3 separate regions of the Mus musculus genome follow, and all the other regions are linked to region 1. Evidence: chromatin contacts called from public promoter capture Hi-C data. All regions are on one chromosome and are shown on one strand. Each heading gives the region's core, a stretch centred on a gene start, on an enhancer-like site or on the middle of the called end of the contact. The rest is flanking DNA. Distances are from core to core; before and after follow the strand shown. Region 1 overlaps Epb41 (erythrocyte membrane protein band 4.1). Region 2 overlaps Srsf4 (serine and arginine-rich splicing factor 4). Region 3 overlaps Ythdf2 (YTH N6-methyladenosine RNA binding protein 2).

Region 1 (3,369 bases), core at 720-3,219:
GGAAAACAGGAACATAATACTTCCCCCAAATGTATAAAAAGCACAAACATATGTACAGTCATCATTTTGGTTAAATGCATTTTTTTAAATATATACTTCACAAAAATGAGGTACTATTTCTTTCTAAAAAGATTCAAGACTCTTCCGATTTCGGGCAGTTTGTCTAAAGGCTGCCTTAAAAGCCACCCTCCCAGAGCAAACCTCTTCCTGTTTGTCAAGTGTGTGTTTACTTTCACATCTGCTTCAAAAGATAAAAGCAACAATGGGGACACCAACCACAAGACTGTGTCCTACCAAGCCGGAAATGACGCTATAAACCCAGACTTGCTGTGAAATGGGTCTTCAGAACACTCACACACAGGCTAACATGCAAATAAAAACTTAAAAAATTTACAGTGTGAGTCTGAATCAAACCCAAAGATCGACACTGGACAAAACTGCATTACATATTTGCATACAACCATTATACAGACCCAAAGACATCCAATTTCAGTAGACAAGGGTACAAGTAAGGTATAAAAATACAAAGGCTCGGAGGGTAGGTGAGCTACACAAGCCTAGCAACCTGACTTCAATCCCTAGAACCATATAAAGAAGAGAACTATGCCACAGTTTGCCTCTGGCCTCCACACAAGCAAACATCATACACATCTGTGTACACACACACACACACACACACACACATACACACGACTACAATAGTAAAAATTAATCAGAGATACTTAGCAGGAGCTGGGTGATGGTGGTGCATGCCTTTAATTCCAGCACAGGGGAAACAGAGGCAGGTGGATCTCTGTGAGTTGGAGGCTAGCCTGGTCTACAGAGTGAGTTCTAAGACAGCCAGGGCTACACAAACAAAACCTAGTCCAGCACAGCCAGGCTATGTTACACAGAGAAACTGTCTAAAAAAAAAAACAAAAAACAATATATATATATATATATATATGTATGTGTGTGTGTGTGTGTGTGTGTGTATTTAAGAGCACCTAGAGTGACTGCAAACATCTGCAATCCCAACATTTCAGAGATGCAGGCAACAGAGTCACAAGTTCAAAGTCACCCTCAACTACATAGCAAGTTTCAAGGCTAGCCTGGGGGTACATGAGACTGCCAGGAAAGAAGGAAGAGAGGGAGGGGGAAGGAGAGCCAGCCACATTAAACAAATGTCACTTCTTCTCTTTTCCCTTTGATAAAATCTGTATGATAGGCACATACTATGCATATATTTCCTAAAATATGATTATCCTCATTTTACACACACACAAATACAGCTTTAGAAAAGGACTTTCACAAGACAACAGTTATAGAGAACTCATCAGCTTTGACAGAAGGTTTACATCCAAAGCTCTTACCCCCGACAAGCAAAAGGGTCTCAGTAAGGTCTCATCACTCTGAATGCCAATTTTCAATTGTGTGATTCTGGACAAGCTACTTAGCTTTTAACTTGTTACCTAAACTGTGAATTGAGATTAATAACACTCCAGTAACCTGGGGTGAGGCTTAACTATGAAAATCATCATGACAGCCAGGCATCTGGTGTCTAAGTATTTCACAGACACCTAAGGATGTGGCTCACAGTAGGAAGCTAGCCTAGCATGCACCAGCACCTCAAGAGAAAAAAAAAAAATTCACATTTGACTTCCTATATTTAACTCATCTAATCACCATAACATTAAAGGTATAGAACATCCCTACCATTATAGAATGAATTAATTATCACAGATGTGAGTTAACCTGCCCATGGCCACGACTTAGAGTGGCATAAGTGGAATTTAAAACAAAGCATTGCACCCCAAAGCTGTACTCGAACGTCTACACTATATCTACAAAGTATAAAGCACAAAGCCTGAACCAGGTAAGCTAGCAGTGAGCACTGACACTGTTTACCTGGCACACTGAGCAGGCTCCAGTAAACACTGCTGGTGATAGGCTGAGAGAGTAGGACAGCCAAGACCTAGGCTAGTTACCACAGGCTGACTCTGCTTTTTCTATAAGTATGTGCTTTTCCACACACAACAAAGTCACTCTTACACTTCTAGTCCTACTACTAATACCAGATCTCTGGACTCCTTTCGGGCAGGCTCACGCCCTCTACATTCTTTTACAATCACATATACTCACAGGACCCTGCTCATCCTAGACAATATGCAGTAAATTAATGAGTAATACCCTTCCTGCCCTCAAAATCCTTCCAAGAGCCCAGTCAAAATCCTTCCAGGAGTCTCAGTCTTTTGCCACATCTTGAGACCATGGAGGCCCACATGTTAGGAATCCCAGTGGTTATGTTCCACTCCAAATAAAATATAATCCTGTAAGCCTAATTTTAGGAACAAATCGGGGTTGGGGGAATATAAGAAGTCAGATTTAGCACAAATGGGAAAAACCTGAGCATTAGACCAACAACGGGAGCTCATTATCTTTCTCTTCTTTCCTAATTTAAATCTTTAGATTCATTTTCAAGAGCTAACAACATATGTAACCCCCAAGGATCCATGGATGGCTAAAGCCAATGGGAAAAGGTAATTGGAAACAGGATATTCACAATGCCAACGTTCCTCCACAAATACTAAAAACATTAACCACTACACAGAAATCTGTGGGTTACTACTTTAACTAGGTGACCAAAATTAGCAGCATTAATTGTGGGACAGCCTGACATTATGAACTTTCCAATGTGATGCAAAACGAGGAACACAATGTCACGCTAAAGTCTTGCCAAAATATTTAACCTATGTCTAATCAAACCTACAGAGATAAATTTCCAGTTTATAGGAAATAAAACAAAGAGAAGAACAAATTAAACAAAGCCTCAAGGGAACAATCAAGTACATTCAGAATAGAACATTCTACAACCAGCTGGCACCAAGACTTATCAAAGTACACAGGTAAATCCTGTTCCAGATTAAAGGAAATGTGACCGAGATATTTACATTTAAAAGTCTAACTACCACTGCTGAGATGGCTCAGCAAGTTGCATGCAAGTCTGGCAACATGAGTTCAATTCCTGGAAACTACATAAAGGTGGAAAAAGGAGAGAACTGACTCCACAGTGTTGTCTTGGACCCCTATACATGCACCCACACATACACATTTTGGGAGTATAAAGTGCTAGAACTTCTCCAACTTTCTAAGAAGATATACAGGATAGAGGAAGGAAGGAAGGAAGGAAGGAAGGAAGGAAGGAAGGAAGGAAGGAAGGATATAAGAATCTAGAAACAAAATTATAGCACAGACTTAAATCTTAATTATCGTAACATTCACATCACCTTATGCATCCTGTCATAGGTCTAGTTAATACACTAAACCGTATCTAAAGGGCAGTCAGGGCAATAGTACTACTAACCTGTGCTTTCTAGAAGCTGACAGCCT
Region 2 (3,634 bases), core at 268-2,767, 140 kb before region 1:
AATCTCCAACTGTCCAATGTCTGGGATCCAACTCACGATCTTCTGGGCTCCTCCAAGGGCTTGGGTCACTTCTCCAGCCATGCCCTTTGTAGCACACGCATCATCCTCTAGGCTCCAGATGCCTGTACCCCACTGCTGCTGCTGCTCTTGGTGGTCATCTCATGGTACTGGCATCTCCAAAACACTGCATGACCCCTTCAGTCCTGGGCCTTCAATTGCAACTGAGGCTGCACCTTCACCAATGGCCTTCCATGGCCTCTCACAGTACCGAGCCTCAGCTGCTTTGCGTGACCCCTTCATGCCTTCAAAACCAGTACCACCTGGGTGACCCTTACATATTACCAAGTCCCGCTGCAGCAGGAGTACAACCTTGGCCATCCCTGGAACACAGCCTCTTTGTGCTTTCAGAAAACACTTCCCAGAAGATGTCACCTCAATGATGCTGGTCTCTTCTTAATCACCGCCAATTTCTTAGCTCCAGCTAACCAGTATCAATAGTCCCAGTAATGCAAAGTTTTTGCTTTGGTAGTTCTGGTATCTTGTTAATCACAGCTGATTCTTCAGCCCCAGCTAACCAGAACTACAGAATCTTCACAATCAAAACAGCAATGGCCCTGAAAAGAGTCTTTAATTTTCCCTCTGAAATTTCACACACCAGAGCTCCATCTTCTGCACTGTTCTCAACATTATCTTCCAAGCTCCTACACAACATCTGACAGAGCTCTTAACAACGAATAGATCTTCAAGCCCAAAGCTCCAAAGTCCTTCCACAGACCTCCCCAAAACATGGTCAGGTTGTCACAGGAATACCCCACTCTGCTGGTACCAATTTGTCTTAGTCAGGGTTTCTATTCCTGCACAAACATCATGACCAAGAAGCAAGTTGGGGAGGAAGGGGTTTATTCGGCTTAAACTTCCATGCTGCTGTTCATCACCAAAGGAAGTCAGGACTGGAACTCAAACAGGTCAGGGGGCAGGAGCTGATGCAGAGACCATGGAGGGATGTTCTTTACTGGCTTGCCTCCCCTGGCTTGCTCAGCCTGCTCTCTTATAGAACTGAGACTACCAGCCCAGAGATGGTCCCACCCACAAGGGGCCTTTCCCCCTTGATCACTAATTGAGAAAATGCCTTACAGCTGGATCTCATGGAGGCATTTCCTCAACTGAAGCTCCTTTCTCTGTGATAACTCCAGCTGTGTCAAGTTGACACACAACTAGCCAGTACACAATCTAAGTATAGCCTGCACTCTTGACAATTGGGAAACCCTCAGAAGTGGGCGGGGATGGTGACTAGAAGATTGTGTATGTTGAGACACACCGTCAGACATGCTTGTGATGTAACAAATAAGAGGCATGACACAAAATGACATGCCCAGTGTTTACAAATGCAGAACAGAACTCCACAAAATGAACCTAGACCACAAATGTCTATTCAGTGTGTGTTACTACCACTGCGGCGTTAGGTCGCCATCTTTATCCAGATCCATCCCTCACCTTAGCTGCACTTCCCACGTCTGCTCCGCTCTGCACTTTGACTCAGCCACACTAACTAGATGAGCACACAGCCTGCAGCCATGGGGGAAAGGACATGGTGGGTTTGCCACTTGTGTCACAGCTTCGCTTGCCTGCTGCATTTTAACCTGTGTTTTTTTCTTTAGGATTACATGCGTCAGGCAGGAGAAGTGACGTATGCAGATGCTCACAAGGGACGCAAAAACGAAGGAGTGATTGAATTTGTGTCTTACTCTGATATGAAAAGAGCTTTGGAAAAGCTGGACGGAACTGAAGTCAACGGCAGAAAAATCAGATTAGTTGAAGACAAGCCAGGTTCTAGGCGGCGCCGGTCTTACTCCAGAAGCCGGAGTCACTCAAGGTACTGTTGACATAGCATGAGTTGGGCACTCACAGTACCGCACTGCTCAGCATGGACGGCCCACTGGTGTTCTCTTGTTGGCTTTTATAGCATGAGTTCATGTGCTTCAGTGGCTCAGAACTTTGAACTGAACAGCTTGTGAAACTCATGAACCTCTTAAGTCACATACACAAACAGAAGCAAAGTCCTTTGCTGAGACAGGACTCAGTGACCGCTCACCTTTCTCTGGGGAGCTGAGTCATAAACTAAGCTAGAAGCACATAAGGCCAGGGCACCTATTCTTTTTTTTTTAAAGATTTATTTATTATTATATATAAGTACACTGTAGCTATCTTCAGGCACACCAGAAGAGGGAGTCAGGTCTTGTTACGGATGGTTGTGAGCCACCATGTGGTTGCTGGGATTTGAACTCTGGACCTTCGGAAGAGCAGTCGGGTGCTCTTACCTGCTGAGCCATCTCACCAGCCCCCTAGGGCACCTATTCTTATAAGCAACTGGAGTAGAAGCTGGCAGTGGTGGTGCATGCCTTTAATCCCTCTTGGTGTATTTGGGAGGTAGAGGCAGGTGATAACCAGTGCTGCACAGAGAAACCCTGTCTTTAAAAAAAGAAAAACAAAAACAAAATAACAAAAACCACAGGAAAAAAAGAATGGCCAAAAACAGAGTAGAGAGCACCAGATTTGGCAGGCATTTGTGAACAAGACAGATCTGATCCCCGCCCTCACTGAAGAAAACAGGCAGTGAGTGAGTGTGGTGGCCATTGTGACCCAGCACAGCTGATCCGGGCTCAGTAAGGATCTTGATGGAGACAGAGCTCATAAAGCTGGAGGAGATGGGTAGACAAGGCTGTCTTTCCAGCAGAGAGGCGTTTGATAAAGGCCTGCAGTGGGGGAGTTTCCCAGAGTAGAGAAGGTATGACTTACATGCAGCATACGTTTTCCCACAGCTGGGTTACCAGAGCGCATGATGTGCTGCCTGGTATTTCCTATGACCTCCAGGCTAGGGCTTGAGGTATTAGGGCATTTCAGCAAGGCTGTGGCATTAGTAGTGCTCTGTACCTAACTCCTGTCACATATGTGTGAGTTAACTGAGCTGAGCAATATCCAGAAACAACGCGATCTCTCCGTGTCTCTGGGGACCATGATCTCAGTACTCGTGGTTCCAACAGCTGCGGTCAGAGCCCTGAGTCTCACTCGTTTGCTTTTCATGCCAGTGGACTTGACTGCTTCCCCACACCTCTCCTGTGCGCACTGTTAGACCTAAAGGTTGAAAGACCAGTGTGCAAATATGTTTGCAGTATTCTCTCTCTTTTCTTTCCTTCCTTTGTGTGTATTTCATACATTGTAAGTTATAGCACTAATCTAAAAGTCCCCAAGAACACAATACATAACTGTCTTCACCAAATATCCAAGCCATGTTTATATTTACGCAGTTGCTCCATGGGTATTTTTATGCTGTAGTGTTTCCTGGCCGGGATCCAGCTCAGTCGTGTAGCAGAAGGCTGTTTCGTCTCTAACCTGAAACAGTCCACCTCCTGTCTGTGAGCACAAGTGCACCACTGCCAAACTATTATGTAGAGCGGGGCTTCGTTTTTTTCTTTTGTTTTGTTTGTTCATTGAAGGAATGAATGTCTTGGTTGACTCTAGATAGCCTTTTTTAATATAATTAGACAATCTTTTATATAATTAAAATTTGGGGTTGGGGTGTTTGGCCTGCATGTGTGTCTGTATTATGTGTGTACCTGCTACCTGCCAAGGCTAG
Region 3 (3,527 bases), core at 957-3,456, 150 kb after region 1:
GAGTATCTTTTATCTTCCCATCCCCTCTTCAGTCACGTAACTGGTTTAAAGTTCTGGGAACACCAGGATGGAATAAACACATTCATTAATAACTTATAGTATGTTGCCTCAACCTGTAATCCCAGCATTCTGAGGCTAAGGCAGGGGGAAAATGCTATGAGTTCAAGGCCAGCCTGTGCTAAACAACCTAGCCAGTACAAAAACACGCATATAAACCCCTTCCCTTTCCTACTGTCTCATTATTTTCCAAGACTAGTATTTGGTAGCTTAACTCCTGTATACATTTAATTGAAACCAGCTTGAAAGCCCAAAATCTGCTCAAGTCCCTGAGTAAACTTGACAATTTCTCAGGTGTATGATAAAGTAGAACTTTTTTGACAGGGTTTCTCTGTATAGCCCTGGCTGTCCTGGAACTCACTCTGTATACCAGGCTGGCCTTGAACTCAGAAGTCTGCCTGCCTCTGCCTCCCAAGTGCTGGGATTAAAGGCGTGTGCAACTACTGCCCGGCAGAGTAGAACTTTTTAAGTGGAACTAAAAGTAAAAATTTAAAGTACTATTTCTAAACTGAATGAAACTGTTTGCCAAACCTGACTATTCTCAGAATCATTACTTGACCCCTCTACTAACAAAGAGCTCCATGTGAACTGCAACAATGTTACCAGGCAGAGCACAGTGGCACACGCCTATCCCAGTAGTGGGAAGTGGAGGCAGGAGCATGTATGTTCAAGGTCATCCTCAAACTATAAAGTGAACTAAAGGCTAGGCAGAGCTACAGTAAACCCTTTCTCAAGCAAATGAACACTTCTACAACTTTTAAAGTCAAATATCTAAGTCACAGGATATCTAAGGGGCACTCAATTTTCAAGTTTAAAACTTACAAATGGGGGCTGGAGAGTAGATGGCTCAGCTGTTAAGAGCACTTAACTACTCTTCCAGAGGTCCTGAGTTTAATTCCCAGCAACCACATGGTGGCTCACAACCATCTGTAATGAGATCCTCTTCTGGTGTGTCTGAAAACAACTACAGTGTACTCACAGACATACAATAAATAAATCTTTAAAAACAACAACAACAAAAACCCTTACAAATGGGAGAGAGGGACAAGCACTGGAAACATGGCTCCTAATAGCTAACAGGGTGGCTTACAACTGTTTATAACTCCACCTCCTGATCTGACACTTCCTTTTGGCTTCATCAGGCAGTCATACACATGTGGCATATAACCTCTCACACAGACACCCTTTTTTTGGTTTGGTTTGGTTTTTTTTTTTTTTTTTTTTTTTTTTTGAGACAGGGTTTCTCTGTGTAGCCCTGGCTGTCCTGGAACTCACTCTGTGGACCAGGCTGGCCTCAAACTCAGAAATCGGCCTGCCTCTGCCTCCCAAGTGCTGGGATCAAAGGCATGCGCCACCACTGCGCGGCGACACACTTTTTAAAAGTTAAAAGCTATTTCAGAGCCAGAAGCAATAGCACCATCCACACACAGCCTCACTTGTTCTGTCTAGGCTGGTCTCAAATGGAGGAGGGACAGATAACTAACTCTCCATGCTTGCCTCAAACTCCTGAGCTCAAGCCTTCTATCTGCATCTCAGCCGTTGAAGAAACAGGAACTACAGATATATATATCACTGCACAGAGCTCTTCACTTATAAATCTGTTAAGAAATGCCTAGAATACTTCTCTAGTAAAACTTAAGTAACTGGGTAGAATCTAGCTATAAAAATATCATTAAACCTTTTCAAACAACACAAACGTTATCCTGGGTTGTAATTCCAGCATAGGCTACAATAAAACCCCATCTCAAAGATAACAAGAACCAGGTATGGTGAAAGGCACACATTTTTTCCCAGGGCTAGGGAGGCAGAGGCAGATCTGATCAGTGAGTTCCAGGACAGCCAGAACTACATAATCCAAACCAAGGGAGGGAGAGAGGGAGGGAATGAATGAGAATGAATATATGAATATTCCTCAGCAGATAAAAACACTGGCTATGGCTACTCTTCCAGAGGACCTTGGTTCGACACATAGCAGCTCACAACCATAGGGGACAGACGAACAAACACCCTATTCTGTGTTCCACAGGCTCTGCACATACTTGGTGCACAGACACATAAAGATTAAACACACACACAAGAGGACCTGTAAGACGAGCTCAGCAAGTGAAGGTCCTTGCTTCAGAAAACTGAGATCTGCTGGGTGAGGTAGTGCACACCTTTGACCTTAGCACTTGGGAGGCAGAGACAAGTGGACTTTAGTCCAAGTCCAGCCTGGTCTACAAAGAGAAAAACAAAACAAAGCCTGACAACCAAATTCAATCTCCAAAGCCCTACATAAAAGTAGAGGAAGAGTCTAGCTCACAAGCTTGTTCTCTGACCTGCATGTCAATGCTTTTTCTCAAACTTAAAAAACAAAAGAAAGAAAAAAAAAAGAAAAAAGAAAAAAAAAACCCTTAAATCAGTAGTATCTGTAGGGGATGGGAAGGATTTATACTGTGATATTCTCTCCGCATCTACCCATTGCCACTTCCTTGTCCCTTTGCTGGATGGACCTTAAATAATTTTTGATATAAATTACCCAAGAACTTGTCTATGTTCTAACTAGCGCTCTGCCAATGAGATGACCTGACCTTATTGTTTGGGTGTAAACTAGGAGTAGACTACAGCCTTCCACTCAGTCCTTTTTTTTTTTTAATTTTAATATTTTTTATTACGTATTTTCCTCAATTACATTTCCAATGCTATCCCAAAAGTCCCCCATACCCTCCCCCCACTTCCCTACCCACCCATTCCCATTTTTTTGGCCCTGGCGTTCCCCTGTACTGGGGCATATAAAGTTTGTGTGTCCAATGGGCCTCTCTTTCCAGTGATGGCCGACTAGGCCATCTTTTGATACATATGCAGCTAGAATGACATCTCAGCCAACAGCTTGCATTCTTTTTTACTCTTTCTGCCTATTATCACAACCCTTAAAACTTTCAAATTCCAGGAGATCTGGCCCCTTTTCTGACCTCTTCAGGTTCCTGCATGTAAGAAGTACAGACACAATCAGGATCAGATATACTTACAACTAAGTTTTTAAAAAATTATTTTACTTTTGTGTCACATCCTGTGGAAATGGGAGTTAAGATGACTGTGAGTTATCACGTGGTCAATAGAAATTGAACCTGGCTGCTCTTAAATCTTTTGAGCCATCTTTCCAGTTTCATAAATATTTTCTTTAAAGTTCATGTAGGGTGCAGTGGCTCACACCTTTAACCCAGCACTCAGGAGGCAGAGGCAGAGGCAGATGATCCCTGTGAGTTTGAAGGCAGCCTGATCTATACAGAGAGTTCTATCTAAACAGTGAGACCCAGGCTGGCAAGCTCACTCAGTGGTTAAGAGCACTGACTGCTTTTCCAAAGGTCCTGAGTTCAAATCCCAGCAACCACATGATGGCTCACAACCATCTGTAATGAGATCTGACACCCTCTTCTGGTGCATCTGAAGTCAGCTACAGTGTACTTTGTATAACAATAAATAAGTCTTTG

What was found. Capture Hi-C pulls out chosen DNA fragments and counts their contacts.
Region 2: a contact with region 1 is called in a promoter capture Hi-C map of liver. The contact joins two enhancer-like sites. A contact is called at or near these places in 1 of 39 promoter capture datasets (embryonic stem cells), 2 of 484 Hi-C or Micro-C datasets (embryonic stem cells and forebrain), 8 of 115 datasets of contacts at active chromatin or transcription factors (bone marrow-derived macrophages, craniofacial prominence, embryonic forebrain and 2 more) and 3 of 9 other capture datasets (adipose tissue, liver and pancreatic islet).
Region 3: a contact with region 1 is called in a promoter capture Hi-C map of liver. The contact joins two enhancer-like sites. A contact is called at or near these places in 6 of 115 datasets of contacts at active chromatin or transcription factors (bone marrow-derived macrophages, effector CD8 T cells, embryonic stem cells and 2 more) and 4 of 9 other capture datasets (adipose tissue, embryonic stem cells, liver and 1 more).

What each region holds. Positions count from the first base shown.
Region 1 is chr4:132,040,197-132,043,565 of GRCm38.p6, forward strand. All of the region lies in intron 1 of Epb41 (erythrocyte membrane protein band 4.1), which reads right to left. Among named protein-coding and RNA genes, the nearest start is that of Gm36157, 7.7 kb to the right of the region's middle. Within about 2 kb of position 1,970, at least 31 of the 459 cell types and tissues checked have an H3K27ac peak or open chromatin away from gene starts, as enhancers often do. A contact at or near this core is called in liver, where this site is marked.
Region 2 is chr4:131,895,999-131,899,632 of GRCm38.p6, forward strand. It overlaps Srsf4 (serine and arginine-rich splicing factor 4), which reads left to right. Exons shown (of 6, transcript NM_020587.2): 4 at 1,659-1,873. Gm12992 (predicted gene 12992) reads right to left here. Exons shown (of 5, transcript NR_102393.1): 5 at 3,480-3,634. Among named protein-coding and RNA genes, the nearest start is that of Gm12992, 22 kb to the right of the region's middle. Within about 2 kb of position 1,518, at least 26 of the 459 cell types and tissues checked have an H3K27ac peak or open chromatin away from gene starts, as enhancers often do. A contact at or near this core is called in liver, where this site is marked.
Region 3 is chr4:132,192,980-132,196,506 of GRCm38.p6, forward strand. The region is part of intron 4 of Ythdf2 (YTH N6-methyladenosine RNA binding protein 2); the gene reads right to left. Among named protein-coding and RNA genes, the nearest start is that of Ythdf2, 18 kb to the right of the region's middle. Within about 2 kb of position 2,207, at least 23 of the 459 cell types and tissues checked have an H3K27ac peak or open chromatin away from gene starts, as enhancers often do. A contact at or near this core is called in liver, where this site is marked.